2 separate regions of the Mus musculus genome follow, and region 1 is linked to region 2. The links are chromatin contacts, called in public Hi-C maps. All regions are on one chromosome and are shown on one strand. The core of a region is the stretch at or near the end of the contact, and the rest is flanking DNA. Distances in the headings are between cores, read along the strand shown.

What was found. A called contact is a pair of places that touch in the nucleus more often than the background predicts.
Region 1: a Hi-C map of uterus shows a contact between it and region 2, with 5 times the contacts expected there. The contact joins two enhancer-like sites. A contact is called at or near these places in 9 of 39 promoter capture datasets (the C10 cell line, cranial neural crest, frontonasal cranial neural crest and 4 more), 40 of 484 Hi-C or Micro-C datasets (B cells, CD4 T cells, the P5424 cell line and 23 more) and 4 of 115 datasets of contacts at active chromatin or transcription factors (embryonic stem cells, hepatocytes and stem cell-derived neural progenitor cells).

The regions. Positions count from the first base shown.
Region 1 is chr4:35,175,038-35,180,265 of GRCm38.p6, forward strand. No RefSeq gene overlaps it. Among named protein-coding and RNA genes, the nearest start is that of Mob3b, 20 kb to the left of the region's middle. Within about 2 kb of position 3,089, at least 11 of the 459 cell types and tissues checked have an H3K27ac peak or open chromatin away from gene starts, as enhancers often do. A contact at or near this core is called in uterus, where this site is marked.
Region 2 is chr4:34,961,936-34,967,605 of GRCm38.p6, forward strand. All of the region lies in intron 3 of Mob3b (MOB kinase activator 3B), which reads right to left. Among named protein-coding and RNA genes, the nearest start is that of Gm33620, 27 kb to the right of the region's middle. Within about 2 kb of position 2,551, at least 9 of the 459 cell types and tissues checked have an H3K27ac peak or open chromatin away from gene starts, as enhancers often do. A contact at or near this core is called in uterus, where this site is marked.

The DNA of each region.
Region 1 (5,228 bases), core at 1,839-4,338, 210 kb after region 2:
TATACATGTAAGCTTTTGCTAACAAGTTTAGTGATATCATTATGATGAGATATAAGATCTGCCGTGGAGATCCGTAAATTCCCTCACCTGAGAATTTAGCACTCATTTCACCTGTTCAGAACTTACTGGGAATTCAGTGATATGTGAGACAAGGGCTCAGTCTTGTGTCATTCACAGTCTGGTAGGTGACAAACTCAAAGCCACGGTGTGCTGTGAGGAGTCAAGTACAAAGCTAGAAATACAAACAAGAAAATGAAAAAAGAGCCCTGGGTGCAGTTCAACTAATCCCTAAATTTTCCATCAGGTTGATAGGATGCAACAGGCAGTCAGGTATTAGAGCACATGAAGTTTGACAGTCTAGAATGTTCTACATCCAATGTGAGGGAGGCCCTGGAAGATTCACTTAAGGTCAGTTCTGATGAGCAAGGGACATGCACGTAGGTGTGCTACCCCAGGGAGGAGCAGCAGCATGCGGACAGGGTGAGTGAATTGGGGGAAAGGTACAGACAGTTAGCAGGGTTCCATGGCCCAGATTCCAAAATGCATGCATTATGCATCGTGGACTTTATCAAGGTCAACTTTTGTCACTGAGAGTTTTTTTTTTTTTTTTTTCTCCTTAAACCATGTGAATGAAGAGATCAGTGTTTTCTATTAGAAAGATTATCCTAAGGCCTGAGGGCTGACTCACTCTTTTGGCATTCCTGTTAGGCTCCGCCCAAGCCAGGTAGGCCTGGTTTGCTATGAAAGGGACTGTTTGGCCCCTCCTGGCTCTCTCTACCTCCTTTCTCTCTCTGACTCTCTGACCCTTTCTCCCTATCTCCCTTTCCCTCCCCCTTTTCTCTCCAAGCATTCTTGGGGTTGGGCTTTTTTTTGTGTGTGTGTGTTTTTTTGAGACAGGGTTTCTCTGTATAACCCTGGCTATCCTGGAACTCACTTTGTAGACCAGGCTGGCCTCGAATTCAGAAATCCACCTGCCTCTGTCTCCCAAGTGCTGAGATTAAAGGCGTGCGCCACCACTGCCCGGCTCTCCAAGCATTCTTATTCTTTTTTTTTTTTTTTTTTTTTTTTTTTTTTTAAGATTTATTTATTATTATATGTAAGTACACTGTAGCTGTCTTCAGACACACCAGAAGAGGGAGTCAGATCATGTTACAGATGGTTGTGAGCCACCATGTGGTTGCTGGGATTTGAACTCTGGACCTTCGGAAGAGCAGTCGGGTGCTCTTACCCACTGAGCCATCTCACCAGCCCCTCTCCAAGCATTCTTAACAGGCTTTTTCCTTCCTCCTCCTCCTCCTTTCTCTCTCTCTCTCTCTCTTTCTCTCTCTCTAAGTGTTCTTGGCTGGCCTCCTCCTCTCCCCTGACTCCCCCTCCCCTCCCCTGCCCTCCCCTGCCCTCCCCTGCCCTCCGCTGCCCTCCCTTCCCTTCCCCTCCCCTCCCCTCCCCTCCCCTCCCCTCCCCTCCCCTCCCCTCCCCTCCCCTCCCCTCCCCTCCCCTCCCCTCCCCTCCCCTCCCCTCCCCTCCCTCTCTGCCTCTATTCCTTTCTCAACTCCCCTTCCCATTCTCCTAAGTAAACTCTGTTCTCTACTAGACCCATTATATGGCTTGTACCTCGGGAGAGGGATGCCTCAGCATGGACCTGCTGAGGTACCCCCTCCCACCACACCATACCTCACTCTATAAAACATATTCTGGCTCTGAAAAACAAAAACAAAATAAACAACAACAACAACAACAACAACCCACAGTAGATAAAGTCCTTGCCTTGCAAGACTGATGACCTGATTTGAGCCTCAGAACCTGGGGGAAAAAAGCCAGATGCAATTGCTTGCATCTGTAATGTCTGTTTTTCTACCACAACACAAGAGGCAGAGACATGGATATTATCTGGAATCTTTTGAGTGAGTGAGCTAACCTGGAACATGCAGCCCACAGCCCGGCAGAACCTGCCTCAACATGATGGAAAGAGAGAAGGAACTTATAAAAGTGGTCCTCTGGTCTCCACAGTGCACTGTGGTGCATATCCATCTACATTCATCTCTCTCTGTCTCTGTCTGTCTCTCTCTGTCTCTGTCTGTCTCTCTCTGTCTTTGTCTCTCTCTCTCTCACACACACATAGTATGAAGAAGGAGAAGGAGAAGAAGATGGAGAAGAAGAAAGAAAGAGGAAGAGAAGGAGGAGACAGATGGAGGAGGAGATGGAGATGGAGGAGAATAAGAAAGATGTTGTTATTGTTGTTATTAAAAAGGTCACTCTGCCTTCTGTGGAAAAATAAATGGACTGTGGGTTGTAGGTGAAATTAAGGATGACCTAAAGGAAGAAAATTGCCAAGTTACTGAAAATGAAAAATGTCAGAGAGCCCAGCACTGGCAGGAGAGATGAAGTGTTGGGACCACGAAAGTCCTGTGCTCACAGATAAGCACTAGGGAAAACAGTAATGTTAAACACCCAGAATTATCTCTTCAGTGGAAGAGATACATAATCTTTTTGGTTTTTTGTCCAGAAGGCTGGGAATGGAGCTGGCTAATAGCTTAGACAATCCTTGTGCTATCTGTATGACCAAGGGCTCTCTTAGGCTCCCCCAAGCAGAATGAGATATATTTAATAACCTAGGCGATTTCTGTGCTTGCTGTATGACCATGGGCTCCCCCAAGCTCCCCCAAGCAGGACTGTAGGTAGTTGATAGCCTGAATGACCTCTGTGCTCATCATTATGACTGAAACCACAAAAGATCCTCCCCTAGGCCATTAAGATAACAAATGTAGTCAATCTATAGAACTCATCTTTATAGAAGAGGTCACATTGTACTTTGAAAAGAGTTTAGGTGTTGTCATGTCTTAAGTGTTGTGCACATGGGATGAGTGAGTTGTCACCGGAACTGTACTGCGATTTAAATATGCCTAAACGAAACCACCTGATGTCAGCCTCTAGAAGTGTGACTCCACACCAGCAACTGAGTTGTGTTGAAGCAGGTTTTCTCCTTTCCTCACACGGGCGGTTTTCCTGGCACCAGTGCTTGCAGGGACCCCGCCATGGAGTAGCGTAAACATAGCTGAGAAACAGGAGATCTCTGCAGACTACCCAACACATTCTTTTCCAGTGACTTTTACCTAAGGAAATGCTCTGCACTGTGCAGTGAGGCAGTGGTGGGTCAGGCTAGCAAGATAATCTTGCTACTGAGGGTGTATGTATCATGTATGTATCATGTAGAATCAAGGGGGAAGACTTGCTATGATTTAATTATCAGAAATAGGAACTCTACATTAAATCACTTAATGACCATAACGGTGATGATGACAGCTGCTTGTGAACACAATTTTACAGAGCACTGACTTTCTGCATCAGTTGCCTTCAGGCATTCATGTTCATTAGAGCACTTAATCTTCAAGCAGCCCTATGATGCAGGCTTGCGTCGCGTATCAGTACAGAAATAGGATATAGCACGGATTTTTTGGCCAAGGTCACTCCCTGAGGAAGCAGAGCAGCTTGAAAGTCTGGTTTCGAGGACCCCTACACTCAACAGTTCTATTTGCCTGGCATGACACACAGAAATCTACCACTTCATATAACTCCGTATTAACATCAAAGATGTCTTTCCCCATTTGTTCTGGTATTCTCAAGAAGCGCGACACAAAGTCTTCTACTCCACTTTGTCTCTAGAAAAGTCCTAGGAGAGGTACAAGAAGAAAATAAAGTATGCTGTGTTTTTTGCAGTTTCAGGCTCTAAAGATTAGAAAAGGAGAAAAAACAAGCAATGGTGGTTTTAAACAATGAATGTTGTTTTCTTTTAGCCATAGGGAATTTTAAAACTTGACAAACCCATCCAGCTTTCAAAGCATTCCACATTCCCCACCCACAAGCAAATGCCAGAAGGTGCCAGTTTGAGCCAACTCCGAGTTCAGGAACAATTTTCTAAATACTGGATCAGATTTCTTCAAAGTCCACACACCATAGATGAATACTTCCATTGTCTTTAATTGGCCCGACGAAATGTGCTTAGCAATTTATCAACTAATTAATAAATCTTAAAAGCACATTTCAGCAAGAGATGAGATAGTAAGGTACAAATGCAACCCAGAAAATGATAGGGGATTACTACTTCCGAAAGATTAAAATCGCTGCTTAAGATCTTTGAAATTTTAGAGTTAGGTTTTGTATAGTCTTAAATTCAATGAAGGATTTTCTGGGGTGGGGGAAATCTCTGATTACATAAAGAGAGCAATTTCCTCAATTTGAAGGAGAGGTTTTTGTTGTTGTTGTTGTTTTTTAGAGAAAGAAAATGCTGATTACAATTATTATATCCACTCAAGTACTGTTCACTGGAAATGTACTCTGTGCCTAGCCCCATGCGAGGCACTAGAATACAGAAACTGCAAAGTATAGATCCTATTGCCTAGCATATGTGGGGAAATGAACAAGCAAAGAAATCGTGTAATAAAAGATTGTGTGATAAAAGGAATATGTTCTAGTGACCTGGGGAGCAAGGCTAGAGGGGTAAACCCATACTGTGTTGCTAAGATTTTGGACTTAGTCTTTACATGATAGAGAGCCATTAAGCAGAATAGGCAATTACACAATATTAGAAGGACATGTTATTATCAATGAAGAATGGGCTAGAGGGTAGGGAAGCACCACAGGCAGAGTGTATTCCACTCTTCATAAAAATCATTCCAGAATGTTCTGAGGTCTCCATTTCTGTTCTTCAGTCAATTTCCTCTTGCCCTAAGACATAAGCAATTTATAGATTCTTTTTTTAAGATTTATTTTTAGCGTGTGTGTGTGTGTGTGTGTGTGTGTGTGTGTGTACGCGTACATGAGCCCACTGATGTCAAAAGAGGACACCAGATCCCCTGGCACTGGCTGTTGGGAACTGTTTGATGTGGGTGCTGATAGCCAGACTTCAGTCTTTTGCAGGAGTAGCAAGAGATCTTAACTCTGAGCCACTTCTGCATCCCCATATGTCACCTTTTCAAAGTGCTATCTCACTTCTAGGCTTTTGAGGTTTTCCCAATATTAACAATTGATTTATAATTGAATTTCTCTGTAGTCACATGTGGTGGCTTGAATAGGAATGGTCCTTATAGACTCACGTGTTTGAATGCTTGGGCATAGGGAGTGGCACTATTAGGAGGCATGGCCTTGTTGGAGAACAATGTCATTGTGGAGGTGGGTTTTGAGGTTTCATATATGCTCAAGTTATGCCCAGTGTTGACATGGTCTCCTTCTGC
Region 2 (5,670 bases), core at 1,301-3,800:
CTTGTGTCCAGATTATACCAGTTTGTTTCTTTTATTATGTGCTAGCCCTCCTCCATCCCCAAAGCATGTGGATTAAAATCACTGACCATCCTGAGAACCCCATTTCTGCCCTTATGGCCCAGAGCTGCCAAGGTGAGGTCCCCACACAGACTGACCCACTTTCCCCCTGCAGCTGGCTCCTGGCCACACCCACTCCCCTTGGGCCAGGCTTCTATACTCAGTAGACCTGCAGTCTTCTGTGACCTCATCTCTTACCTATAGCCAATGCAAGTCCCTCCTGACCTGGCAATGCCAATGGAGGAGTACTTAGTTGGCATGAGCAAGAGATGCTGTGGTACCAAACTCATCCATACTAGCCTGAGGGAGATCATTCCTGCCTACAGATGGGGGAAGGGTGCTTCTGACACAGGACAACAATACGGACACTGGTGTTAAAGCACCAAGGACAATAGACAGATGTGAGTTTGGGTGCTATAAAATCAGAACAGATTTTTCACTTAGTTCCACGGACCCAGAAGTCCTTGCTCTGACATGCTACATTGCGGCCGTTCCAGTGTGCACACAAGATTAAGAGGCATTACTCCCCAGCTCCTGCCGGTTTCTGTAGCAACATTGGCAAGGGAGACACAGTTGAGGCCCAAAGAGACATACGAGTAGTCCCCACATCCTCTCTATCTCTTTGCTTTGATGTACTAGCAGCTGTGCATTTGGTCTTCAAGGACCTCACGGTCTACATTCCTCTCACCAGAGCAGCCTGGGAGAGGCCTGGTCCCTGCCCTTGTACCTTCACTACTCGGATGCCCAGAGCACTCCAGGTCATCCACGCCCTGCTTAGGTGTCTTGGAAGCTTCTATTCCACCTGGATGGCAGAAAAAGCAACTCCTAGGAAAGAGAAGAGTTTCCTGGGCTGAAGAAGGAGAAGGGGTTTAAGTGGCTATTTGCTAACCATGTGGCCTGGAAGTTGTCTCTCCCTCAGGTGGGTAGAGATGATGTCAGGGAAGGCCAGGTCCAACGTTAGGCTGCAGGCTGTAGTAACATCCCCAGGAAAAGGAAGAGGAGAAGTAAAGGAAACAAGGAAAATATAAAATATCCTAAGCAATCTCCCAGCCAGTCCACTTCGGAAAAGCTGGGCTGCTGTGGATGCAGGAGCCAAGTCAACTCCCATCCAGCCTTGATGCAGGCAGAGGCCTGGCGGAGGGACCACAGCTCTCCAAAGGAGGCTAGCCTCCCTTGCCTGTGGTGAGGATTTCTCTGGTCACTTTCTAGAATCCAAATAGCTATGTCGACCAGGGGAGATAATGTTGGTCCTTGGGCAAAAGCCCTTGGCAATTCCCACTCCACTGCTCTGAACAAGTCTATGGTGTTAGCATTCTGTCTAAGCTCCACCCCAGTTGCCTGGCAACAGCCAGGTAGGCCTGACCCACTCTAAAAGGGGCTGCTTGGCCCCTCCTCTCTCTCGTGCCACACTCTCTTGTTCCCTCTTGCTCCCCCTCTCTCCCCATTCCCTTCTCTCTCTCCATGTGGCCATGGCTGGCCTCTACTTCTCTACTCTCTCCCGCTCTCTGTCTTTCTCTGTCTCTACTACCCTCTTAACTCCCCTCCCCATGCCCTGAATTAATTCTGTTCTATACCACACCATCGTGTGGCTGGTCCCTCAGGGGTAAGGGATGCCTTGGCATGGGCCTGCTGAGACACTCCTTCTCCTCCACAACTCACCACACCCCCCATAGAACATATCTTATGCCACTTTATCTTTATGTAAACACATCACATGGAATTTGCTTGTCCACTGTGCAGGGGGAGGCATACCTGGCTGTTTTCATGATAATGGCGTGAGAGATGAACGTCAGAAACTCTTTTATGAATTTATGTCATTCTCCCCTCCAAGCTGAGGGACCTTCCTCCTGGCCCTCAGACAGGCACGCTTTCTGCCAGGAAGACTCTGTTCAATTGTGGCCAAACTGACCGGCAAGTAATACCAGATTATAGGGCCTAAACATTTTGCATGAGATTTTTATAATGCAACTGGGCCCATTTAACGAGAACTTGGAGGGGGTGAGGGGTGGAGAAGTCAGTAGGAAGCTGATGACGGTCACTGTGCATGTCAAATGTCTATCTACACATCTGCACAGATAACACGTGGTAGACTGGTGGGTGGCGAATGAAGCAGCGGTCAGAAGGAAGGAGTGATGGCAAAACAACACAGCGAGCATCTCGTGTCCGCCCCGGGCACATCTATCTTCCCCTGTGTGCCAGACACTGCACTGTGCGGCCTCTGGAACGATGCCACTGTGTGTGGTCTCCTCACTCTGCAGAGGGAACCGAGGGTCAACATCTTGGCATAGTCACGTACATGGTCATCAGGACAGCAAGTCTGAAATCTTTAAGTCTGTCTTCCTCAAGGGGTCCATCAGCTACGTCCCCAGGCATCCAGCCTTCTGTATCTCCAATCAGCATGTGCTCTCAGCAGAGCCTGACTCAGTGGCCACACTGCATCTGCGCTAGCCACAGGGTGGGACTGCTCCCCAGAGCCTCGAAGCTAGGGCTGCTTCCCTCTCTCTCTCGGGAGCATTCCAAAGTCTGAGATTGTTGAATAAGGCAGGAGAGCAGTCAGACTATAAAACTTAAAACAAAACACAACGAAACAAAAAGTCCCCCCAAACCCTCATAAGTATGGATGAGGTCCAGCTAGTGCAGAAGAATTAAAAAATGTCCTTTTTGGTGCCTTTTAGGGATGTGGGTGGTGGATGAGCCAAACGAAGTAAAAATAGCAATGTAGCGGGCCAGAGCTCCCTGACCGGAAAGAACAATATTTATTTGATTAATTTTGTTCCTAGCCGCCCACATTACTTAGACAGAGGGTGTTTCCTCTATGCAAAGGTGGGTCTGAGCATGGACACATACATGCAGGCCCTCAAATCCATACAGCCATTAAGTATGGGCAGATAAACACATATTCCTGCCACCCACTGAGAAGAGTTATTCATAACCTATACAAAAATCAAACTGCTTTTCTTTCCCCAAGCTCTACAAACATAAAAAAAGAAGTTGCTTTATGTAAACACAACCAGCCCTCGGTTTACACTGATTGACAGAAAAGGGAGAGCTGCGGATGTCTGAAGTCCTCGTACTGAACCCGTGGGGTTATCAACACATGGCTGCATGCCTCCTTTCAGGAGAACGTGGGTCCCAGGGTGTGATGGCTGCTATGCCAACGAAACAAGTTGTCGAACCATGTGGGAGACAAACGGGGCTCTGGGCAGCATGCCTGTGAGAAACGATCTAGATTAGGTCAGACTTATCTAGAGTGGATTAGCTTCTGGCTATGCCTTTGAGAGATTATCCAGATTAGGTTAACTCTCGTAGGAAGACCCACCTGAGCTGTGAGGAGCACCATCCCATGTTGGGGTCTTAGACAGAATAAAAAGCACACCAGTGCAGCAGGCGCTCCATTCATTACACTCCTTCCTCACTGAAGGTGACTACAGGGTGCCCAGCTGCCTCGGACCCCTGTTGACGTACTCTGCTATACGATGGACTGCGCCCACGAACACGTCTTTCCTTATGTCACCTTTGTTTGGTATTTTGTCACAGCAGTAAAATGAGTAACCAGTACTCTGGTATCACCAGAGTTCTCAAGAGCCCCACAGACCCCTGAAGCACCCTGATTGACCACAGTATTCTTTCTAGCATTGTGACTTTCTCTGCAGAGTCACCTACCCTGCTCTCCCCCTGCTAACTCATCTGGCTGAGGTGCTATTACTTCCTGACCAGGACGGGACAGTGGACAGACACCATCTTTGCTCTAAGCAATGCTACCTGTGACCCAGCATAACATAGAAGCTGCCTGCTGTGGCTTTCCCTTATTGTTCTCTCCCATTCCCATTTCTGTCTGCTCAGTTTCCTTAGAGTTTCCCTAAAGGTCGCTGTTGTATGGTCTTTAGTCCTCCAGTCAAAACAAGAGGCCATCTTCTTAGTTAGGGTTTCATTGCTGTGAAGAAACACCAGGGCCAAGGGAACTCTTATGAAGGAAAACATTTAACTGGGACTGGCTTACCGTCCAGGGCTTTAGCTCATTGTCATCTTGGTGGCATGAAGGCAGACATGGCACAGGAGAAGGCATTGAGGGTTCAACACCCGAATCAGCAGAGAGCAGGATGAAAGAGTGACACTGGGCACCGAAACCTAAAACCAGTGACACACTTCTTCCAACAATGCCATACCTCCTAATAGTGCTACTTTCCATGGACCCATGGTAGATATTTTCATTCAAACATACTACACATGGCAACTAAAACAGAAGGGCGTAGTGGAAAACAGGTCTGGATAGCGTTAAAGAAGCTACTTACTCAGGTCAGGAGCCCTTGACCTCAGACTCTAGGTCTTCCTGACTCTCCTAGCTACAGGAGATGTTTGGAGGCGCTACACTACACCCAGGAAATACTTCTAACTAAAAGCAGGACTCCCTGGTAGTTTCCACGAAGTTGTCATCCCTGATGTTGTGGGACTTTGCAGTGATTCAACTGTTTGTGTGCTCGGTAAGAAAGTCAATTCAGTCACTCATTGGTCTGGGCCAGCTGGACTTTGGTGAGATAGTACTTTGGTCTGTCATTGGCTTCCTTCTAGGGTAATTGCTTATTTGTTTTCCTCTTCCCAGGAAAAATGAACACAACAGCCTGGTGTCTGCCACAAGCCAAGCGTCCTCTTCCCACAGCCTGCCTTCACTTACATGGCTGGACTGGCTCTTGCAGACGGCTCAAGATGCCCCCAGCTGGACTGGCTCCTGCAGATGGCTCAAGATGCCATATGAGCAGTAAAACAGATTTCTGCATTGCTCAAAGCTTACTTGTGGAGCCTGCCAGCTCCTGGAAGCTGGGGGTGGGCATCATGACTCACTCTCCTTTCTGTTTCTGTCCTTGGCCATCCATCAGCGTTCAGAAAGGCACTGGCTGGAAGCAGGGTTTCACCCTGTGGGGTCGCTGTAAGCGCTATAGTTCAAATGAATGGGCTCAACTTGAATGACCTTCAAAAAGCCATGATCAGTCATTTTGGAAGTATTCTGAACTTTCAGGTCATGGGTGCCTGAAGGAAGAGTTTACCTCCCTTAGGAAAAAAAAAACAAAAAACAAAAAACAAAGACTCTCATAGAAGCCAGACAGCCTTGAATGCATCACGAGATGAGTCTGCCACCACTTAATAAGACCTGTATTGTGTGCCTGGTGAAATGTGGAGGAGGGGTCTCTTCCTTGATGAGCTTGTAATTTGGGGAGTTTGCAGTCTCTTAGTAGGCCCTTCTCTTTGGCAGGAACAGTGCTGTTTAGATTGAGTAAGGATTCCAAAACAAACCGAAAACCTCCATTTTAATAAAACATGACCTTCATATACTTCTCAGTTTGCAGTGGGATTAGCTCCCAGCAAACCCATCCTAATCCATAAACATGGTGAAAATCCACTTCACACACCTGACCTACTGAACATCTGGGCTAGCAGCACAGCGCTTTGCAGAGGAAGGGATTTGTGCACTGCTACATGCATGCACAGAAGCACACATGAGCCTGGACAGAGTTGAGGCTCCCTCTGCTGCCTAGCCTCAAAAGAGAATATCCTGTCACCAGCGTGGAGGAAGAACAAACCTCAAAATTCCAAGTATGCTTTCTACCATAAGGTCAC